Linked DNA regions of Mus musculus: regions 2 and 3 are each linked to region 1. A link is a contact called in public Hi-C and Micro-C data. All regions are on one chromosome and are shown on one strand. Each heading gives the region's core, a stretch centred on a gene start, on an enhancer-like site or on the middle of the called end of the contact. The rest is flanking DNA. Distances are from core to core; before and after follow the strand shown. Region 1 overlaps Gm12052 (predicted gene 12052). Region 2 has its middle 55 kb from the start of Gm39609. Region 3 has its middle 18 kb from the start of Gm39609.

Evidence for each region. A called contact is a pair of places that touch in the nucleus more often than the background predicts.
Region 2: a Hi-C map of liver shows a contact between it and region 1, with 1.9 times the contacts expected there. The contact joins two enhancer-like sites. A contact is called at or near these places in 3 of 484 Hi-C or Micro-C datasets (the HL-1 cell line, liver and stem cell-derived primordial germ cell-like cells) and 4 of 115 datasets of contacts at active chromatin or transcription factors (embryonic stem cells and epiblast stem cells).
Region 3: a Micro-C map of trophoblast stem cells shows a contact between it and region 1, with 4 times the contacts expected there. The contact joins two enhancer-like sites. A contact is called at or near these places in 1 of 39 promoter capture datasets (embryonic stem cells), 1 of 15 datasets of contacts at CTCF or cohesin (embryonic stem cells), 22 of 484 Hi-C or Micro-C datasets (the AML12 cell line, the AtT-20 cell line, the HL-1 cell line and 7 more), 15 of 115 datasets of contacts at active chromatin or transcription factors (astrocytes, embryonic stem cells, neural progenitor cells and 1 more) and 1 of 9 other capture datasets (embryonic stem cells).

Annotation. Positions count from the first base shown.
Region 1 is chr11:22,614,994-22,619,878 of GRCm38.p6, forward strand. It overlaps Gm12052 (predicted gene 12052), which reads left to right. Exons shown (of 5, transcript NR_166746.1): 3 at 1,408-1,496; 4 at 2,364-2,837; 5 at 3,328-3,499. Among named protein-coding and RNA genes, the nearest start is that of Gm12052, 5.7 kb to the left of the region's middle. Within about 2 kb of position 2,683, at least 136 of the 459 cell types and tissues checked have an H3K27ac peak or open chromatin away from gene starts, as enhancers often do. A contact at or near this core is called in astrocytes, liver and trophoblast stem cells, where this site is marked.
Region 2 is chr11:22,385,600-22,390,484 of GRCm38.p6, forward strand. It overlaps the pseudogene Rpsa-ps3. Among named protein-coding and RNA genes, the nearest start is that of Gm39609, 55 kb to the right of the region's middle. Within about 2 kb of position 2,337, at least 13 of the 459 cell types and tissues checked have an H3K27ac peak or open chromatin away from gene starts, as enhancers often do. A contact at or near this core is called in liver, where this site is marked.
Region 3 is chr11:22,458,985-22,463,869 of GRCm38.p6, forward strand. No RefSeq gene overlaps it. Among named protein-coding and RNA genes, the nearest start is that of Gm39609, 18 kb to the left of the region's middle. Within about 2 kb of position 1,932, at least 29 of the 459 cell types and tissues checked have an H3K27ac peak or open chromatin away from gene starts, as enhancers often do. A contact at or near this core is called in astrocytes and trophoblast stem cells, where this site is marked.

The DNA.
Region 1 (4,885 bases), core at 1,433-3,932:
AATATTAAATTATTCACAGATTGGTATTGGATGATTTCTAAAGGCACACCAAAGATGAAGCATAAGTAGTAACAATTCTTACTGCAGTTAGGAATTCTTACTGATTCCACTTTTTCCCTAATCTTCAAATTGAGTGAGAATCTTCTATTATATAGCAAATATAATGAGACTATTATTTGGTGATCAGGGGAGAAAATTTTTCCAGAAAGATAGACAATACCACAATAATTGTGCGCACAGTTGGTAGTCATTAAGGAAGTGTGACTTAAGAAAGAGTCCCTAGAGGGATTCGTATATCTCACCAAAGAGAGTGCTAATGAGGGACCTTGATACATAGAAGAACAGGAGTGCAGGAGAGATCTATTCTACACCCGCGTGACAGGCTTTTCTACTAGGGAGAAGTCATAGGGCCTCAGGCTTTGATGCTAATGGTGCTACTTAGAACCATTGGTCCTGAAGTGGATCAGCAGCAGCCCACACTAACAGGACTTGACCTCAGGATAGCACTGTGGAATGGCAACCTTCAGGTCCACAGTACCTGTCACTGGACCATCTGATGGACTCCAAGCAACGTTTTAGAAGCAAGGTGAATAAAAATAAAAGAAGATACAGTGCCGTCCCCTGTTCAGGTGAGAAGCCCAGGATCCTCCAGGAAAGGAAACATAATGGTGAACTCTTTAGTATTATAGAAAGAGAGAGGGTTAGTGGATAAAGGTGATGGATGACTCTCAAACATTTGGACAAAATGTGGAAACACTGCGACAGAAAGAACCAAGAAGCTGGATGACTGAGAGACCAAAACTCAGCAGCCACCCTCACTGGTGGCTGTGCGTGGACTCCCTATCAATAGCTCATCTCAATTATAGCAAGCAAAGAAAACAAAAGCTCATCTGAACCAGGCAGTGGTGGCCATGCCTTTAATCCCAGCACTCGGGAGGCAGAGGCAGGCAGGTTTCTGAGTTCGAGGCCAGCCTGGTCTACAAAGTGAGTTCCAGGACAGCTAGGGCTACACAGAGAAACCCTGTCTCGGGGGGGGGGGGGGGGGGGGGAAGAAGCTCATCTGCTCATCACGTATAATATGTATACACCAATCATTTCTACACGCGTGTGTCATGAGAATTGAATGAGAACATTCCAGGGCAGTAAATGCTATTCCTAGCCTGGTGCACATAAATAAATAAACAAATAAACAAACAAATAAATAAATAAATAAAGTCTTTCCTGAGGCGAAAGTAAACAGGTTTTTTTTTTTTTTTTTTTTTTTTGACCTGGTTAATTACAGATACTTGTCTATGTTCTGTTGTGAATGTCAGCATTCAGTAACTTACCTTAACAATATCGAGCCTGTTGTTGCTGATTGTTAGTATTTTGGCTCTATGAGTTGTTTTGTTGCTTTGTTTGTCTTAGAGAGCTATTTCATCAGGACCTGAGAAAGCTTAGCCCTCAGAAGTGCTTATAGTGAGACCACACAATGACATGCAACATCACTCAGACTCGTGAGTATTCTCCATCCCCCTTTGGTTAGGAGCTTCCACGGATGACATAAAAAGGAAATTTAGCATTGCAGATGATCCTGTGAAACAAGTATATCTGGCAGTGTGGCAATTGTTTGAGGTACTAGAAAGTGTTAGTTAGCCCCGCTTTACTCTGTTACAAACATCTCTTGTAAAGGTGAAGAAAATGAGCTGAAGAACAAAGTCAACATTCCATAGACTGAGGTAGTCAGGAAACATGGTCAGGGAAATGGGGGACTCAGTTAGATGCAACCCAGGACAGCTAAGACGGGGCCTGGCTCTGCATGTCTTTGATTTGACCATGTCACCACAAAGAAATTCCAAAGAGACAAGCCTCCTAGACCAAGCTGATGCAGATTTCAGGCATACAGTAAAGGGCCATCCACCAAGGGTCTCTCTCAGGGCTGTCTTTGCTGCAGCACCGAATGCCCTACAGAGCTAGTATGCTGCAGCTTCCCAAAGTCAGGGTGGACCGGAAGACCCTCCCGCCCCTTTCAGACACATATTCTGCCTGATACAAAACAACCACTCAGTCCACGATACCTGTGTTGTTTTCCAACTATCTTAAAGATTTTCAATCAGAAATTCTACAAGCAAGAAAAACACATGACATTCCCAACTACGGAAATGTATATCCATACCACCATACACAAGTGTTTATAGCTACTTTTTATTCATCGTGAATAATGAATCTGCTTTAAAGACAGGCTGTTGAGTTCGAGACCAGAATTTAGTTTCTCCTTGTCTGCAGCATTCCATGCTGGCATCAAGAGGGCCTCCTTTAATTAGGAAGGACACAAGTGGAAAAGAACGTAATTGGGCTGAGGTTTTAATGCCTGGCTTTGCCAGGCTCTCTTACTGCAGACCCGAGGCACTGGCCCAAGCATTCCACCAGGCTCCACCCAAACCCACCAGCTGGACGAGGAACCACGGGACGTTAGAATCAGAGTAACTTTGGCCAACAATCTGAGACACTTGGGAGAAAATTCATTCTAAATCTAACAGCTTCCTGCTCTCAGGAAGGCCTCTGGGCTTCCGGTGCCTCTGGTCCTCCTTCCCGGCTCTTCTGTGGAGGCTAGCTTCCTCCAAGCTGACCCCGAGGGAGCCGCCTTCTCGTAGGTGGAAAGCGAAGAGAAGAGAGCGGGTAAGCAGTGGAGACACATTGGCTGTACTCAGGACCTGTACCAGAGGTGGCAGGAGGACACCACCGAGCCCTGCTCCACCCATCGCAGCCTCGAGACCCTCTGCGCGGGGATGCTGACCCCTGCTGGCCACCTGAGAGATTGCAGCGTGGCCGACTCCCAAGGGGCGGCAAGTGTAAGGGTAAGGGTAAGGAGATGGGGATGGGAAAGGGGTTGCTGTGTAGTAAGCGTGGGTGGTAGAAGACTAGGGCCAGGATGTTGGGCACCATCAGAGGCCCCTCCACCACCCGGTGGCTGCCCAAGTGCTGTCCGCTCCTCTTGTTTCTAGGAAAAAGAGTGAGAGGAGCCGTAAGGGCTATGGAGCCCAAATCAGCATGCCTCTAGGACCTACCTGAGCCTCCAGAAGACCCCTCAACAGGAACCGTTGTCCGAACCAACCAACTCCAAACCTAAACCTCAGAGGCCTCCTCATGCAGACAGATTGCTGACCTATCTCTGGGGTAGTCAGCTGAAATACCCCAGAGATATTCACGGCCTAATCCCAGGAAGTTTCTTTAAATGGCAAAAGAAACCTAGAGTGTGTTACCCTCGATTATTTAGGTAGATTCTACATGTAATCAGGTATATCACCAAAGGGGAAGTGAGGTAAAGGAATATTTATTTCACTACAGAACAGAAGGCAAGCCATCTTGCAGGAGGACCTGAGGAGAGAAGGAGAGAGTCAGGAGAGAACAGATTCCCTCTACAGTGCCCAGAGTCTCCCCTGACTGATTTGGACCCAATGAAATTCCAAACTCTGGTGTCAAGAACTTTAAAAGAATAAATGTGTGCTGTTTTGAGGTATTGAGTTTGTAGCTTTTTTAAAAAAGCAGCAGCACTGAGGTAATGTGTTGCTTCCCACTCAGTAGTGAGTTCTTAGAATTAAGTGGCTAATGAACAAGACAAACCCCATTTCCATCCCCAGGGAGTTTTATCTGCCATCTCCTGAGCTTTAAAATATTGCTGGCAAATTCTTAGATAGGGTAGCAGAGAAGACAAGGAACACATCAAAAAGACTAGCCCGTAGACATGCAACAAACAAACAAACAACAGCAACGAAGAACAGATTTCACACCTGCTGGGCAGCTACAGTCAAAGTGACAGGGGCAAGCAGTTTCTTGTTTGTTTGTTGTTGTTTGTTTATTTTGCTTTTTTGATGACTTGGAGAAGCCCAGTCCGCACACACTGTTGGAGGGACTCTATGGCATACCCAACCTGGAAAGTAGCTTGGCAATTTCTTTTAAAACTGAGCATACATAACCGGATCACTCGGCACTGTGTTCCCAGGAGTAGCTGCCAGGGATTGAAGCCATTAGAAGGTTCATTCGATCTAAACTCCACTGCGGGTGCTCGCACAGCGCACTCCTCGATACCTGCCTGTACTGGCTAGTTTTGTGTCAACTTGACACACCTGGAGTTATCACCGAGAAAGGAGCTTCAGTTGAGGAAATGCCTCCATGAGATCCAACTGTAAGGCATTTTCTCAATTAGTGATCAAGGGGGAAAGGCCCCTTGTGGGTGGGACCATCTCTGGGCTGGTAGTCTTGGTTCTATAAGAGAGCAGGCTGAGCAAGCCAGGGGAAGCAAGCCAGTAAGTAACATCCCTCCATGGCCTCTGCATCATCTCCTGCTTTCTGACCTGCTTGAGTTCCAGTCCTGACTTCCTTGGTGATGAACAGCAGTATGGAAGTGTAAGCTGAATAAACCCTTTCCTCCCCAATTTGCTTCTTGGTCATGATGTTTGTGCAGGAATAGAAACCCTGACTAAGACACTGCCCAAATGTTTTAGATTCACGAATGAAAGACACACACACACACACACACACACAGCCTCATTTTTAATATGCCCTAAGCAGCCAGGAGCTGGGTCACTACCCAGATGCTTACATGGCTGTACACTTCGTCTCCTGCAGCTCTTAGGCATGACTTTCCTGCTTCCCCATGGTTCCCTTGCCGGGAAAATCTAAGGTTCCCCCCTCTGTCTCCCTGTCCAGCCACTGGCCACTGGCAACTTTATTTACCAATTACAGCCAACTGTGGGCAAGGACCCTCAGAGTCTTACAGACAGACGTACAGGTTCCCATGTGATTTGGGAAACTGAATTAACACAAATAGCATTAGATCCAGTCCACAACAAGGATTCAACTGAGATAACTAAATACATGTATGTAAAACCACCTACACGAATAT
Region 2 (4,885 bases), core at 1,087-3,586, 230 kb before region 1:
AAGCAAATAACAGAATGGCAAAATGGCTCAGCAGGTAAAGACACCATCGCCAAACCTGACAACCTGAACTTGTACCCCAGGATCTACATGGTGGAGGGGGAGTACTGAGTCTTGCAAGTTGTCTAGCCATACAAATGCCATGGAAGGCATACTCATACACGTGCACATGTACACATTCACACACATGCATATACACACAGATGCACACATACACACTCACACACATGCATATACACACACATGCATATACACAGATGCATATACACACACATGCACACACATGCATACACACAATGTACTCACACAATACACACACACAAAATGCACGCACACAATATGCACACATGCACACACGCTCATGCACATATATACAGTTGCACATATAGTTACACCCATGCACACACATGCATACACACATATGCACATTCAGACACTCGCACACACACACAAGTATACACATACACTAACACACATGTACATACATGCATACATACACTCACACATGCACATACACATGTACATATTGACAAAAATGTAATTAAATTTTTTCTTTTTTCTCTTTTTAAACACTTTCTATTGATTCTTTGTGAGTTTCACATCATGCACCCCAAAGCCCACTCATCTCCCGTCTCTCTATATCTACCCTCCACCCTTGCAACCTCCCCTCAAAATAAAACAAACAAACATCATCAGGAACAGACTCAGGTGGCACCAACCTTGACTTTCAGAAGGAGCAGTACATCTACAAATGGAATAGAGATGGTATCTACATCATAAGTCTGAAGAGGACCTGGGGAATCCTGGCTGTTGCTTGCAACTCCAGCTATGGTTGCCATTGAAAACCCTGATGATGTCAGCGTCAAATCCTCCAGGAACACTGGCCAGCCAGCCGTGTTGAAGTTCACTGATGAGCTCCCATTGGTAGCTGCTTCATGCCTGAGACCTTCACTAAGCAGACCCAAGCAGCCTTCAGGGAATCACAGCTTCTAGTGGTGACTGATTCCAGGGCTGACCACCAGCCACTCACAGTGGCATCTTAAGTCAGCCTGCCCACCATTGCTCTGTGTAACACAGACTCTCCCTCTGTGCTACTTGAACATTGCCATCCCATGCGACAACAAGGGAGCTCACACTGTGGGTCTGACATGGCAGATGCTGGCCTGGGAAGTACTGCACGTGTGTGGCAGTGTCTCCCATGATCACCTGTGGGAGGTCATGCCTGATCTTTACTTCTACAGAGACCCAGAGGAGATTGAGAAGGAGGAGCAGGCTGCTGCTGAGAAGGTGGTGACCAAGGAGGAATTCTAGGGCAAATGTGCCATGGACTGGACTCAGTCGGTCCCTCAACCCATGGGAGAATCAGGGTTCTGGTACTCAGGTGGGCAAGGTGTTGACCAAAAAAAAATGTCAGACACTAACACCAGAGAGTGTTGGATCTGAATGTAATTTCTCAAAGTGAGCATCAGACTTATATTACAGAAGAAAACAAGGAAGTTAGGTGATACACTAAAGGTCATCTAAGGTACATTAAGGTTACCGGATGCAAAATAACTATTTACACAAAACAGAGAAATGCATACATAAAATTCAGCAGGAACCAAGCACCAGGCAGTGTTTACAACTGGGATAAAAATCACTATTTACAGCTGGGATAAAAATCAGCCCTACCTAAGGTCAGTTTATTCTTAGAAGCCAGGGGCAAGGGCTTTATGCCCTTGCCATAGTTCCAATTCTAGTCTATTGTATAACCCACCTTCTCCCTAGGCCATTGTAAATTCCTGTATAAGGGAGTGACTCAGCTGTTATTCTAAGTATTTACTCTAGTTCCTTCTTAGACCATAACCCACCTTCTTCCTAGGCCATTGTAAACTCCTCTAAATGGGAGTGACTTAGTTGTTATTTTAAGTATCTGTAGAGAACTTCCATTTAACAGAGAAACCCACCAACTTTTTTCTAATTTGAGAATTCTAAGTTTACTTTGTGGAACTAGCCCTGAGATTTCTAGCTCTTATCCAGTAAACTGCAATGCCCGATTTCTTTCACTATCTCTCTGTCAACACTGGAGGCAATTCGTCTGAATAAGTAACATTCTTACGAAATTCAAAGCCCAAAGTCAGCTCAACGATTGCCTAAGATATTGGAACACTGGTGGAGGCCAATCTAACTTAGCTATTTGTCAAATCATTCCTTGGAGGCACTTATAATAAAAACAATACTGAAGGAAAGCACGCAAAACTCCCAGGGACAAATCTGAAACACATCTGTGTTACAGGATGCCAAAGAACTTCCAGGAAACTAGTTTCTGTGAAACTTTTTGCCTCAGGACCGCTGCCAAGCTTTTGGACTTGCCAGCTCCTGAGTTCACTGCTGCTCAGCCTGAGGGGGCCAACTGGTCTGATGGTGTACACATGCTTACTGTATCTATCCAGAAGTTTCATACTGAAGAATGGAGAGACCAGCTAGCCACTGAGGACTTCAGCAGCTCCCACATTGCATGCCACTGAGTGGACTGAAGTCACTACTGCATGGTCCTGAGCTGCTCTGCAGACACCTGAGCAAAGGGGGAAAACCTGGAAGGAAAATAAGTTCCTAAAAGCAGGGATGGGGAGTAGGGAACAAAAACAAACAAACAAATAAACAAACATAGAAATTTATCTACCATGTGACCCAGCTATACTTCTTTTTTTTTAATTTTTTATTAGGTATCTTCCTCATTTACATTTCCAATGCTATCCCAAAAGTCCCCCATACCCACCCCCCCAATCCCCTACCCATCCACTCCCACTTTTTGGCCCTGGTGTTCCCTGTACTGGGCCATATAAAGTTTGCAAGTCCAATGGGCCTCTCTTTCCAGTGATGGCCGACTAGGCCATCTTTTGATACATATGCAGCTAGAGACAAGAGCTCCGGGGTACTGGTTAGTTCATATTGTTGTTCCACCTATAGGATTGCAGTTCCCTTTAGCTCCTTGGGTACTTTCTCTAGCTCCTCCATTGGGGCCCTGTGTTCCATCTTATAGCTGACTGTGAGCATCCACTTCTGTGTTTGCTAGGCCCCGGCATAGTCTCACAAGAGACAGCTATATCAGGGTCCTTTCAGCAAAATCTTGCTAGTGTATGCAATGGTGTCAGCGTTTGGAAGCTGATTATGGGATAGATCCCTGGATATGGCAATCACTAGATGGTCCATCCTTTCGTCACAGCTCCAAATTTTGTCTCTGTAACTCCTTCTATGGGTGTTTTGTTCCCAATTCTAAGAAGGGGCAAAGTGTCCACACTTTGGTCTTTGTTCTTCTCGAGTTTCATGCGTTTAGCAAATTTGAGCATACACACCAACACTGTCTTAGTTAGGGTTTCCTTGCTATGAAGAAACACCATGACCAAGGCAGTTCTTATAAAGGACAACATTTAACTGGCACTGGCTTACAGGTTCTGAGGTTCCATCCATTACAATCGTCCAGGAAGCCATGGCACTAGAGGAGATAAAAGTTCTACATCTTGATTCAAAGGGAGCCAGGTGCAGACTGCTCCACATGCCTAGAACACACTTCCTCCAAGAAGGCCACACTTCCTAATGGTGCCACTTCCTGGGCCAAGCATTTTCAAACAACTCTCCTTCCTACTACTCTCCTTCCTACTACTGAGACATATGTTCAACCATGTCAATTGCAGCCCTATTCACAACAGCTTGGATGTGGAGACAACCTAGACTTTCTTTTCTTTTTTCATGTGTTCCTATGGGTTGCTTCATTCCCTGCCTTTCTTTTTTATTGGATATTTTTTACTTACATTTCAAATGCTATCCCCTTTCCCAGTCCCCCCTCCAAAGCTCCTACCATATCCATCCTCCCCCTGCTTCTATGAGGATGTTCCCTCACCAGCCTACCCACTCCTGCCACCCAGCCCTCACATTCCCCTACACAGGGGCATCGAGCCTTCACAGGACCAAGGTCCTCTCCTCCCATCAATGCCCAACAAGGCCATCCTCTGCTACATATGCAGAAGAAGCCATGGGTTGCTCCACGTGTATTCCTTGGTTGGTAGTTTAGTCCCTGGGAGCTCTGGGGGTATCTGGTTGGTTGATATCATTGTTCTTCCTTCAGAATTGCAAACCCCTTCAGCTCTTTCAGTCCTTTCTCTAACTCCTCCATTGAGGACCCCATGCTCAGTCCAATGGGTGGCTTCGAGCATCTGCCTCTGTACTTGTCAGGCTCTGTCAGAGCCTCTCAGGAGACAGCTATGTCAGGCTTCTGTCAGCAACCACTTCTTGACATCCACAATAGTGTCTGTGTTTTGTGGCTGTATATGGGATGGATCCCCAGGTGGGGCAGTCTCTGGATGGCCTTGCCTTCAGTCTCCACTCCACATTTTGTCCCCATATTTGTTCGCATGAATATTTTGTTTCCTCTACTAACAAGGAATGAAACCCACACTTTGATCTTCCTTATTCTTGAGTGGTCTATGAATTGTATCTTGGGTATTCCGAGCTTTGGGGCTAATATCCACTTATCAGTGAGAACATACCATGTGTATTCTTTTGTGTCTGGGTTACCTCACTTAGGATGATATTTTCTAATTCCATCTATTTGCCTAAGATTTCATGAAGTCATTGTTTTTAATAGCTCTGTATACTCCACTGTGTAAATGTACCACATTTTCTCTATCCATTCCTCTGTTGAAGGACATCTGGGTTCTTTCCAGCTTCTGGCTATTATAAATAAGGCTGCTATGAACATAGTGGAGCATGTGTCCTTGTTTTATGTTGGAGCATCTTTTGGGTATCTGCCTAGGAATGATTTAGCTGGGTACTCAGGTAATACTGTGTACAATATTCTGAGGCACTGTCAGACTTATTTCCACAGTGGTTGTACCTAGCTTGCAATCCC
Region 3 (4,885 bases), core at 682-3,181, 160 kb before region 1:
CCATGAGGGGTCCTCTCTGGGTAAGTTGCCAACCTCCACTGCTCAGTGAACCTCATGGACTCCCTCCCAGCTTCTGTGCTCTTTGTTTGTTAGCAGTGAAAGGAATTAGAACTACAAAGGAGGCGCTGGCATTAGTGTGCTTGTGAACTCCAAGTCATCCAAGTAACAGTGCAGAGCCTCCTGCATAGGAATCATGTGACATTTCAGACAGCAATAGGGTGACTTTTACACAAGGACACAGCCTTAGCCTATTCAGTATTGTCTCCTTAACCCCGACCTCAAAGCTGGAAGACTTCATGACAACCAGAACTTGGCCAGCCAAAGCTTCAGAAAGCCAAGACTTTTGAGGTTGTGACTATCATCTCTCCCAAGTCTGGGCATGAGATGAAAATTCTATGCCTAAGCCTCTAAAATCTCAGCTAGGCACCTCCTCTATGTGGTGCTGTTCCACTGAAACAATGCAGCTGCTGTAGCTGGTTTGCCATGCATCCTGGATCTTTTTTTCCAAGCCTGTGGAGGTTTCCAAGATTGCTGTGATTTTCGCTGGCACTCAGACCACTGGCCCTGCTGCAGCTCCAGTGCTCATCAGCTTGGTCTGCTGGGTTTCCCTGAGTGGTCCTCTGGCCTGGAATACAAAAGAAGCTGGAAGCAACTGCTGGGGCATGTGTATTCGTGGGTTTGGTGTGACTGCTTGGGCATGCGTGTTGTGGGCTTGGTCCTGGAGTAGACTGTGGAAGCAGCCTTCGAGACATTTAACTCCTTTCACCAAAGAAAAGAAAGCTTGTTGTTGATTGACAACACTAATCAGTCTTAAGGATTGTATGTATATCAGGTGGGATTCCCAAGTAGAAAGAAGCAAGACGAGTATTCCCTTCTGTATGAGCAGTGCCAGAGGAACCAGCCATTTGTTGGGGAAAGTTTTCTTAACAAGGCTATATAACTCAGGATGAGTCCTTGGTAAGGGCATAAGCGTTTAGGAAGCAGTGGAGTATATATATATATATATATATATATATATATATATATATATATATATGTAATGTAATGCTGTCACAAGGAAAGATGTTCAGAAGTTGGCAAACCCTGGGCAAACCTTTTTGGAGATAAATCAGCTGGGAATACATCCTAACCAATATATAGTCTGCCCTTGAACCAAAACACAAATTTAAAGTAACTTGGCAATGGTTACAAAAACGTACCATAGTTTAGTATGAGCTCTCAAAGAAATAAGTTTGTAATCGGTTCTTCTTTCTCCAAAGAACAGTAAAAAGCCCACAGCTCTATAAAGCTGGTGAGCCTCAACAGACATTGTAAGTCTAATTGAAGCTAGAAACGTTTTTTCCAAGTCTCTCTGCTGCTTTCCTAATACATTCCAGGGAATCTTGTCTTTTCTAGTCACCATAAAGGGAAAGAGACAAAGTGGGTAACTGAGAAGGTTCTTACAAGGAGGGACTCAGGTGGAAAATGTTCTATCTATGAGCAAGGTGATTGCAAATGGTGCCTGCTGGGACATAAAGGTCATAGCAAGAGATACTAGTCTGGTTTGGAGAGGGGCAGTAGGTCCAGAAAGACTTGTTTATACATCGTGTTTGTTTCTTTCTAAGAAAGATTTAGTTTACTTGTATGTTGATAGGAAAAGTCATAAGGCACAGAGAAGCTGTAGTACTCTTCTCTCTGTTGGGGGTGTGAGGTGAAGATGAGGTTTCTGGGTAGACTTGGATCACAGCATACTGGAGTATTTAATCATAAACAGAATGGAATGTTCTACTTATGGTACAATGTGAAGAAAAGAGGGAGAAGATAATTTGAAAATGGTAAAATTGGGGGATTTTTTTCATGAAGTTAGCAAGGGTGTGGGTCTGGATGAGTAGTTAGGTGTGGATATGGAGGGGAAATGCCAAGCTCTCCGGTCGAGTCAGCTTGACAGGCTGAGACTTGAAAGCTACTCACGAGGCAAAAGAGTTTCACAGAAACTCACTCCTAGAGTCTGGCGTTCTCTCTAACCTATACATTAATTTTCCATTCCTGTGTTAGTCTAGTGTATGGCTCCACGTGCTCTCTTTTAGTATTATCCTATTATAAGTGCCTTTTAAGATTGAATTCTGACATAGCTAAAGCCTTCCGCCAGTGTTCCAACAGTCCTAGAACGTCCTTGAGCAAGACCATGGGCTTGAAATTCAGTAGGAATGTTGCTATTCAGTGACATTCAGAATACCCTCTGGTACTACACTATCATTTAGAATAAAAGCCAAGTCGCTCCCATATACAGGAATTTACAATGGTTTAGGAAGTAGATCGGGCTGTGGTTTTAGAGTATTGCATTATTCATGAGATGGTTAGCTAGAACGGAACTCCCTAGTTAGAACCATGACTTGGGTATGAAAGCCCTTGCCCTAGGAAAGTAAAGACCTCACACCTGGCTTCTAAGACTATAGCTGAGTTACACCCATAGACACACATTTACAATGGCCTAAGGGGAAGGTGGACTATACAATAGACTAAAATAGGAACTATGGCAAGGGCACGAAGCCCTTGACCCTGGCTTCTAAGATTAAGTGAATCTTAGATGGAACCCTTGTTGATCCCAGTTGTTAACAATGAATTCTATCCCAGGTGGTTCCTGTTAAACCTTCTGTGTTTGTATTCCTCTGTTTTATGTAAGAATCTAGTAACCTCTTTGTACCTTGCTGGTATGTCACCCAACTTCCTTATTGTCTTCTGTATAAAAAGTCTGATGCTCGATTTGACAAAATACATTCAGATACTACACAACCTCTCCTGTGTGCATCTGTCTGTCTTTTAATTCATCCAACACTTTGCCCACCCGAGACTAGAGACCCGTTCCACGCAGACAAAGGGGCCCAGAGAGTCTGCGGCAGGGAAACTCATGTACTGTGAAGAAAAAAAAGAAAATGCTTAAAGGTTGGGGAGAGAAGTTTGGAATTCCGCCTGGAAGACTCTGAGGAGAGATGCTTCCTGAGTGCTGCTGGCATCCAATATGGCAGTTACTTTTCTGGCTGTGACATAACACCTGATGAGACCACCTTAAGGGAAAGAGGGTTTCCTTTAGCTTGCAGTTTTAGGGAACTCAGGTCATCATGGCAGGAAGGTGTGGCCAGCAGGAGTGAGACAGCTGGTCACACTGCACCTTAGTCAGGAAGCAGAGTGAACAGGAAGTGGGAACAAGCTATGCAACTTCAGCCTACCCAGTGTCTCACTCATGAAGTAAGTCTCTACTTCGCAAAGGTTCCAAACCTTCCCAAAATGCACCACCAGCTGAGACCAATTGCCCAAACACAGGTCAATAGAGGCATTTCACACTCAAACCACTGCAGTAATACTAAGGTTCCATTGGTATAGGAGAGACCATGCCTATGTGGTAAAAACAACCCTTAGCAGTGCTTAAGAACAAGTCTCAACTAGGAAGAAGGAATAAATGAGAGTCCGTTAGAGCTTCATTACTTTCTATTTAAAAGAAGTTAGTGGAGTGCTAATCTATTAAAGACATAAAATAATATAGAAAAAAAATCACTATTATCCAGTGAATAAGTTCATAGCAAATCAGTCATCAGTCAACCCAAAAATAAAACAATTAAGTGAAGGGGGCAATATGAAACTGTCATCAATTTCTGCTTGTTTTTATGGCCCTGCTTTAAATTAGAATACATTTTAAAGGAATCCACTAATAAGTGAAAGTCTAGATAGCTCCTAAATAATAGAGGCTAGAGTGATGGCTCAGTGGTTAAGAGCACTGACTACTCTTCCAGAGATCCTGAATTCAATTCCCAGCAACCACATAGTGGCTTGCAACCTTCTGTAATGGGATCTGATGACATCTTATGGTGTGTCTGAAGACAGTGACGGTGTCTTTATATACATAAAAGTAAATAATTCAAGCTCCTATTCCTCTACATGTGTATTTTCTACACTGAAAAACAGATTTTTACCAAAAATTGAATATGTACCAGAAAGAAATTAAGTTTAGATAACAAACTGAAGAACACTTCGAAGTCATCCAAATATCCAGTACTCCCTTGAGGCCACAGGAGTCATTTTATTAAAACAAAAATCACAGAACAGTATGTACAGAACAGTGTAAGAAATTGTGATTTATTGATAAAAACAAAATAAACAATAGGAATATGTAAGAATATCGATCTCTTAGTATCTGCTGGTAAGTGATCCTATGACCTCCTCAGATATGGAAGTCTGTAGGTGCTCAAGCACCTTTTATACAGTATTATAGTACTTGCATACAGCTTAGCTATATCTAGTGAGAATTTTGATTTCTTTTAAAAAACACAGAAATATTATAAAAATATGTTTTTGTCTTAGTCCCAGTTGTGGAATAAATGCTGCTTTGCAGCAGCTGACTATGTTTTATCTCATGTTCTAGGAGAAGTGTGATTTTTTTCCAGACGTGGATAGTTTCTGGGATTGTGTCACATTTGGAATTCTGGGACTTTACAATGGATATAAAATGCTAGGGTCCCTGGGAGGCATGGGGAGGTTGTTATTGGTTGGTTGGTAGTGGCTTGGTTGTCGGTTGTTGTTGGTTACTGTTAGTTGAAATTTGTTAAGTAGTCATGTACAAAGAATAAACAACAATAAGAAATTAACTATCCTGAGTGCAAAGATAAAACTTGGAACTCAGTGCCCTAATCAGCAGGAAGTAGTCTAATGAAGAAGTATTTTCTTGAAGTGGACACAGTTGATAGGCTAAGGCAGACTCATGAAAGAATGTTTGGTTGAAGCAGACACAGGTGAAAGAATGTTCTGCTAAAGCAAGCACATGAAAGGACACATGATAAAGGATTCTTTGGTAATGACAGGCAGGTATTGGTTCACTTCACACTGTGTAGTTGAGCTTCACCTGTCAAGACTC